Regions from separate parts of the Sus scrofa genome. Here region 1 is linked to region 2. The links are chromatin contacts, called in public Hi-C maps. All regions are on one chromosome and are shown on one strand. The core of a region is the stretch at or near the end of the contact, and the rest is flanking DNA. Distances in the headings are between cores, read along the strand shown.

Region 1 (2,777 bases), core at 190-2,689, 41 kb before region 2:
CCAGGCTCCTGCAGGTCAGCCGGTCAGCCTGACCCCCCCCCCCAGGACAGTGGAGGCCACCGCCACAGACCTCAGAGCCTCCTGCCTGGGCTGGGGCCACCCGTGTCGCTGTCGCGGACACCTGCAGCCGGCGGAAGCACAGGCCTGGTCTGCGCCGTCCTTGTCAGGTGTGCGAAGGAGAAAAGAGGCGGGGCTCCTGGCACAGATGCGGCCCGTCAGCCGCCTTGAGGGACAGCTCGCCCCACCCACGTGCAGACTCGCGCTCACTCTTCTGCCCTGACAGGCTCTCCGCATCGTCCAGGGGGCAAGGGACCCCTGAGACGATTCTCTTCCTCCGAGATGGACAAGGGTCCCCCTCTGGTTGCCGCTCACAGGCCATGTGATCGAAAGAGGGGGTTACTCCTGCAACGCTGGGATCAGTGTCCTCAGGACCCCCGCCCTCCCCCAGACCCTTGTCAGAGCCCCAGGGTCCCTCCATCTTCCTACCTGCACGATGGGCGTGGACTAGTTTCCTCGAGCTTAAACAACTCATATCTAGCCTCTGTCTGGGGCCAGAAGGCTGAGCTCAAGTCTCTGCAGAGCTGCGTCTTCCTGGGGGCTTGAGGGACCAACTGGGCCCAGCCCCTCCCCCAGCTCCTGGGGTTTGCTGGCCATCCTCGTGCTTCAGCGGCTTGTGCAGACATTGCCTGATCTCCGCTTGGCATCCTGGGCCAGCTGCTCCCTGCAGGTGAACAGAACCAATAGGAGTCCGTCGCCTCTTTCAGTGGGGCTCCCTTCTGCCAGAACCAGACCCACGCATCTGCAGGGAGACTTCGGGTCAGTTATAACAAAACCCGAAGACGCAAGTGAGCAGCTTGAGAAGTTTCTGGGTGGTCCAGGCTCAGGCCATGGTGGCCCTGGACAGCCGGGCAGGACCCCAGCCTGGCTTGTTCTTGCCCTAAGGGTTGTGCCTTGAGTTTTTCCGGCCTCCCCATCTCTCCCCAGAGCAACTTCCTTTCTTCCCAGCAGGGGTCAGTGTGGCGCAAAGGTTTTGCCGTCTCCCCACATTTTCCGGGTATGGCGTGGGGAAGAGGGGACAGGACAGGCAGGGACCTAGCAGAGACCCTGGCTGTGCCGGCTGGAGCCAGGGGCTACCACGTCCACAGTGTGACTGCCCGTGGCCAGGGAGCTGGGGCAGCACTGTGAGTTAGTGAGCTAATGAGGATGGCTGGGAACCAGCCCTGGGACTCACCCATCCTGAGCCCTGGCGTTAATGGAGCATGAATGGGGCAGCTCCTGCGTGCCAGGCACAGGGGCCCATCATTCACGGGCATCCTCTCACTCAATCCTCCTAAAGACCCGGACGAGAAGATGTGACGAAAATCTCTACAGATGGAGGCCGAGGCTCAGAGAGGCTGAACGACCTGCTGTATTGTCTACTGGACTGAAGTTTCAGACGTCTTTTGATGAGTCATGGCTGCTTTTCTCCACCTCCTCTCTCCACATCTCTCCTTGGTGGGAGGAAAAGAGGATCAAACGTTCCTTTTAGATGAAAATGATTCAGCTTTTGTTCCCCAGTAAGAAGGCAAAGCTCCTTAATGAAAGACTCGTGATAAGCCACCAGCAATCACTCACACACTAGTATGAATTAGGAGACCGAGCTCTTGGGACCAGTTCATAGCAGAATGGGAAGCAGAGCAGCGGATCCTCAAGCAGGAACAGAGAACCCCATTCTGGATTTCAGGGGGGCTCTCTAGGCAAGGGGTACGCCCTGCAAGAGAGACCTAGAAAGCAGCAAACGCCCTGCAGAAGGAGGCAAGTTCACCCTCAGCCCTGTCCACCACGGACCAAGAGTCCCTGGCACAGCTGCCCAGCTGGGCCCCTGGTTCAGCCCTAAGCCTTCCCTTAGCGCCTGTCTCCGAGGGGCGGGGCCACCCTGGTCCTCACGACACACAGCCGTGCACCTGGGCCGCACCCAGCGGGAGGGCCCCCTCCTGCCACCCCCTCACTCATCAGAAAGTGGAGGCCTATGGTCCGGGGAGGGCTGGGCCAACCCTTCCGAGACCTCCGCCCGTCTTTCCTCCAGCCTCCTGTTTGTCCGGAAGGATCTCACCAAGGGTCCCCTAGCTCTGCCCTGGCCGGAAGAGCCAGAAAGTGCTGGAAAGAGCATATGGGCAGCTGGGAAAGGGTGGAGCTGGCCGCGCGTGGGCCCGGGGGCCTCCTTCCCAGTCGCCCATCTGGGCCCCTCCCATGCCTCTATCCACGTGGTGTTGGGGTATGTGTCCCCAGAGGCTCCAGGGCAATGATTTCCTGGGGCGATGGACCCTGGTAGATCCCCAACCCCTCCCTTGAATGCCCCCCTCAGAGCTGGAGCTGAGATCCCAGCGCCCCTGCGGTGGGGGACGCGACCACTCCAAGTGCTTTGCTCCTGGCGACCTATTGATCAGAGAGGCAGGCGCGGGGAGGGGGGTGAGGTGGGGGGCATGTGCCCTCACCCCGAGACTTCCTGCTTCTGTAAAAGCAGCTGATTCCAGCCGGCGTCCCTCCCTCCAGGGCCCCCGCCCTCCAGGGGTGGGGAAGACCCCCCCCAGAGCCTAAGCTTCAACGCTGGTTCCCTGGGCCTGCTGCCCGGCTCAGCGCAGGAGCCCATGCGGGCGGAGCCACCAGGGGTGGGGCTCGGGGGCTTCCACGGTCCCATGGGAACTAATTCGTCCCTGCAGTTTCTCCACCTCCAGGGGTAGGGGACAGCCCGCCTCCTCTGCACCTGGTGGTGGGGGGTCTGGGCTGTGCCTGAGGCT
Region 2 (2,700 bases), core at 27-2,526:
TGCAAGAAGGGTCAGTCACCCCGGCACAGGACCTGGGGCCAAGAGGGGCGGCCCATCCACCCAGAGGGGTCCTTCCTGGCCTCTTGTGGGGCCGTGGGGCTGGGAAGGAAAGGCCGGGCTGGGGCCCAGAGCAGCGGGCTTCCCTGGCATTCAGACCTGCCGTGCCCATAGGGTTCCATCTGCCAGCTCCCTCTCCTCCCCTCCCCCTCCCCCTCACGTCCCCTCTCCTCTGCTGGCTCTCAGGACAGTCCCAGCAGATTGGGGACAGTCCCTCCATGTCGGGGTGACACGGGGAGGGGGGCAGGAGATAACCAGCACACCTGCCCAGGATGAGCTGGGAGTCCAAGGGGTCAGTGCCAACCGGCCACATGGCCCTGGACGAGCCAGCTCACTCTGGAGGCCTCCGTTACTGCATCTATGAAATGGGGAGAAGGCAGGGAAATGGAGCACGGGCACGCGTGGGGTCTTTCTTGCTTCCTAGGGCAAGGACCCGAGCAGCCCCTGGATGGGGTGGGGGGCAGACAGGAGGGGAGGAGGGGCGTGGTGCCTGCCGCCCACCTGCAGGGACCAGATGCAGGGGGGCTGCTGTGCGAGATTTGGGAAGAGGGAATCCGCCCTTTGTGTGCTGAAGCCAGGCCCCCTTCCTGCCCACGCCTGCACTCGAGTTGTGAGGCGATCCCCTAAAACCTGAGCCCTGCCCCTCCGTGAGCCCCACCTCGGTGCCATGTAAGAATGGGCTCCGGCCCCACTGGAAGCCCCACTGGGAGGGGCCAGCGCTGGGTGGGAGGGTGTCAGGATTCCACCTCCTCCTCCGATGTAGATTCTTCTGGAGGAAGCAGGCTGCCCACCATTCCCAGGGAGCAGGAAGCCCGGGGTCTTCGCCTTCCTGGGCTTGGGTCCTGAGAGTCCCGTCCTGGCCAGGAGCAGTCCCCACAGTGAGAGGGTCCTCCCCGGCTCCCGGCGAGCAGGGAAACTGGCCCATCTCGAGCCTGAAGAGGAAGCCAGAGCGGCTGGGCGCGCAGGGACCAGGTCAAGGCTCTCAGCTCCTGAAGGGCCCCAAGGCACAGGCCACTCCTGGTGAGGCTCCATTCCCGCCTCCAGCCTCCGGGATCCGTTGGGGCTCGGCCCTTTCCCGGCCAGGGGTGGGGCGCCTCCCCTTTCCCAGATGCCAGCTGTCTCCCAGCCCCGCCCTGCCTGGAGCGCCACATCCGTCCTCTGAAGGACCTGGGCTGCGGGTGCCCCTCCCAGTGGCACCGCCCCCAGGGGCCACCGCCCTGGCCCTTCCCAGAGCATTCCTGTGGGCCACCCCTTCTTGAGACGCAGGGAGCAGAACCCAGCCCTCTGAGCAGGGAGGGTCCACGAGAAGCATCCCCTCCCTTTTCTTGAGGGCTCCGCCTCTGTTAATACGTCCAAGATGTGGCTGCTGTCCGGGGAACCTGAGCCAGAGTCTCTGCAGAGGGAGACCCTTGGCAGAGATGCTGTGAGGTGGATCCCTGCCTGTGCCTGCTCCGCACTGCACAGCCCAGGGCTGACGCCCCCTCCCAGGACTCCCGCAGGCTTTGGCCATCCGGGGACAGCCCTCCTGGCCTCCGTTCCTTCTGCTGCCGGACCCGACTGCTCCCCCAGAGGCCGAGGCTCTTACCTCCCTAGTTTTCAGACCCACTCAGCACCCACCCCAGAGCCGCCTGGGCAGGAAGCTCCCATGGGGGCGGCATGGGGGGGGGCAGTCAGGGAGAGAGGCTGAAGCTGGTGGGGTCTGGAGGGGAGTGCAGGCTCGCTGGAACCCCCCAGGCTCCCCTCAGGGTCAGCAGTCAGCAGGGACCCAGCGCTTCCCCCCTCCCCCGCCTGCTGGGGGGGGGAGACCGGGAGGTTTAGGCAGCGACAGCCCCGCCCACTTTGTTCTCCTTTGCTCGTTGGTTTCCCGCCCACCCTTGAGGCTCAGCCCTGCAAGGAGGGTCCATCTGTGTCCCCCGTGGCAGCCTTAGTCAGTCTCCACCCCTAGGCAGACTGGGCCGTGGGGCGTCTCCCCAGGGAGAGAGCAGCCCCAGCAGGAGCCCCCCAGGGAGAGGGGTTGGAGACATCCGTGTGCCTGGAAGGTCCCCCACCCCCTCGGGTCCAGGACATGAAGTAGGCGGCCAGCCCCACACCGCAGGCGGTGAAGCAAGCCTGAGGTCACTCGAGGCCACACCCACCTCCCTGGGCTGGCCGCTCCAGGCCCCCACCCTGGGCTGACTCCCCTCCCCACTGCGCAGCCCCTCTTCCGGTTGCATCACCCCCAGCTCCGAAAATCACAGGGTCTGAGTAGGACAGGGTGGGGGCAGGCTGCAGAGGGGGGACCACATCCAGGCCATGGGTGGCTGGGCTTCCTAGAACCGGTGGGCGGGGTCCGCTGCAGGGAAGGAGGCGAGGGGGCGGTGCCCAGGCTAGCTGAGCCTGGCACCCCGTGTGCCGTTGGCCCGGTGTCCATCAGGAGGCCAGGTGGGCGGGTGCCAGGGGCCGGCCTTGCGGACAGCCACATGACCCGGCTGAGTCAGAACAGGGCAGGCCACTTCCTGCCCCTCTCCCCAGGGCTCTGTCACTCCACGGGTGGCCTGTCTAGGAAACATCCCTCTGGGGGTGGCCCGGCCCCAGCCGTCCCCTGGGGTCCTGGCCCCGGCCTTCTTTCTCTCCCACCCCCAGCCATGTCCAAGGTGCAGGAGA

The links. A called contact is a pair of places that touch in the nucleus more often than the background predicts.
Region 1: a contact with region 2 is called in a Hi-C map of embryonic fibroblasts, with 3 times the contacts expected there. The contact joins two enhancer-like sites. A contact is called at or near these places in 1 of 5 promoter capture datasets (fetal liver), 23 of 47 Hi-C or Micro-C datasets (adipose tissue, alveolar macrophages, blood and 14 more) and 2 of 2 datasets of contacts at active chromatin or transcription factors (alveolar macrophages and skeletal muscle).

What each region holds. Positions count from the first base shown.
Region 1 is chr2:2,279,128-2,281,904 of Sscrofa11.1, reverse strand. No RefSeq gene overlaps it. Among named protein-coding and RNA genes, the nearest start is that of OSBPL5, 19 kb to the right of the region's middle. Within about 2 kb of position 1,439, at least 17 of the 83 cell types and tissues checked have an H3K27ac peak or open chromatin away from gene starts, as enhancers often do. A contact at or near this core is called in adipose tissue, embryonic fibroblasts and retroperitoneal adipose tissue, where this site is marked.
Region 2 is chr2:2,237,792-2,240,491 of Sscrofa11.1, reverse strand. All of the region lies in intron 1 of OSBPL5 (oxysterol-binding protein-related protein 5), which reads left to right. Among named protein-coding and RNA genes, the nearest start is that of OSBPL5, 23 kb to the left of the region's middle. Within about 2 kb of position 1,276, at least 32 of the 83 cell types and tissues checked have an H3K27ac peak or open chromatin away from gene starts, as enhancers often do. A contact at or near this core is called in adipose tissue, embryonic fibroblasts and retroperitoneal adipose tissue, where this site is marked.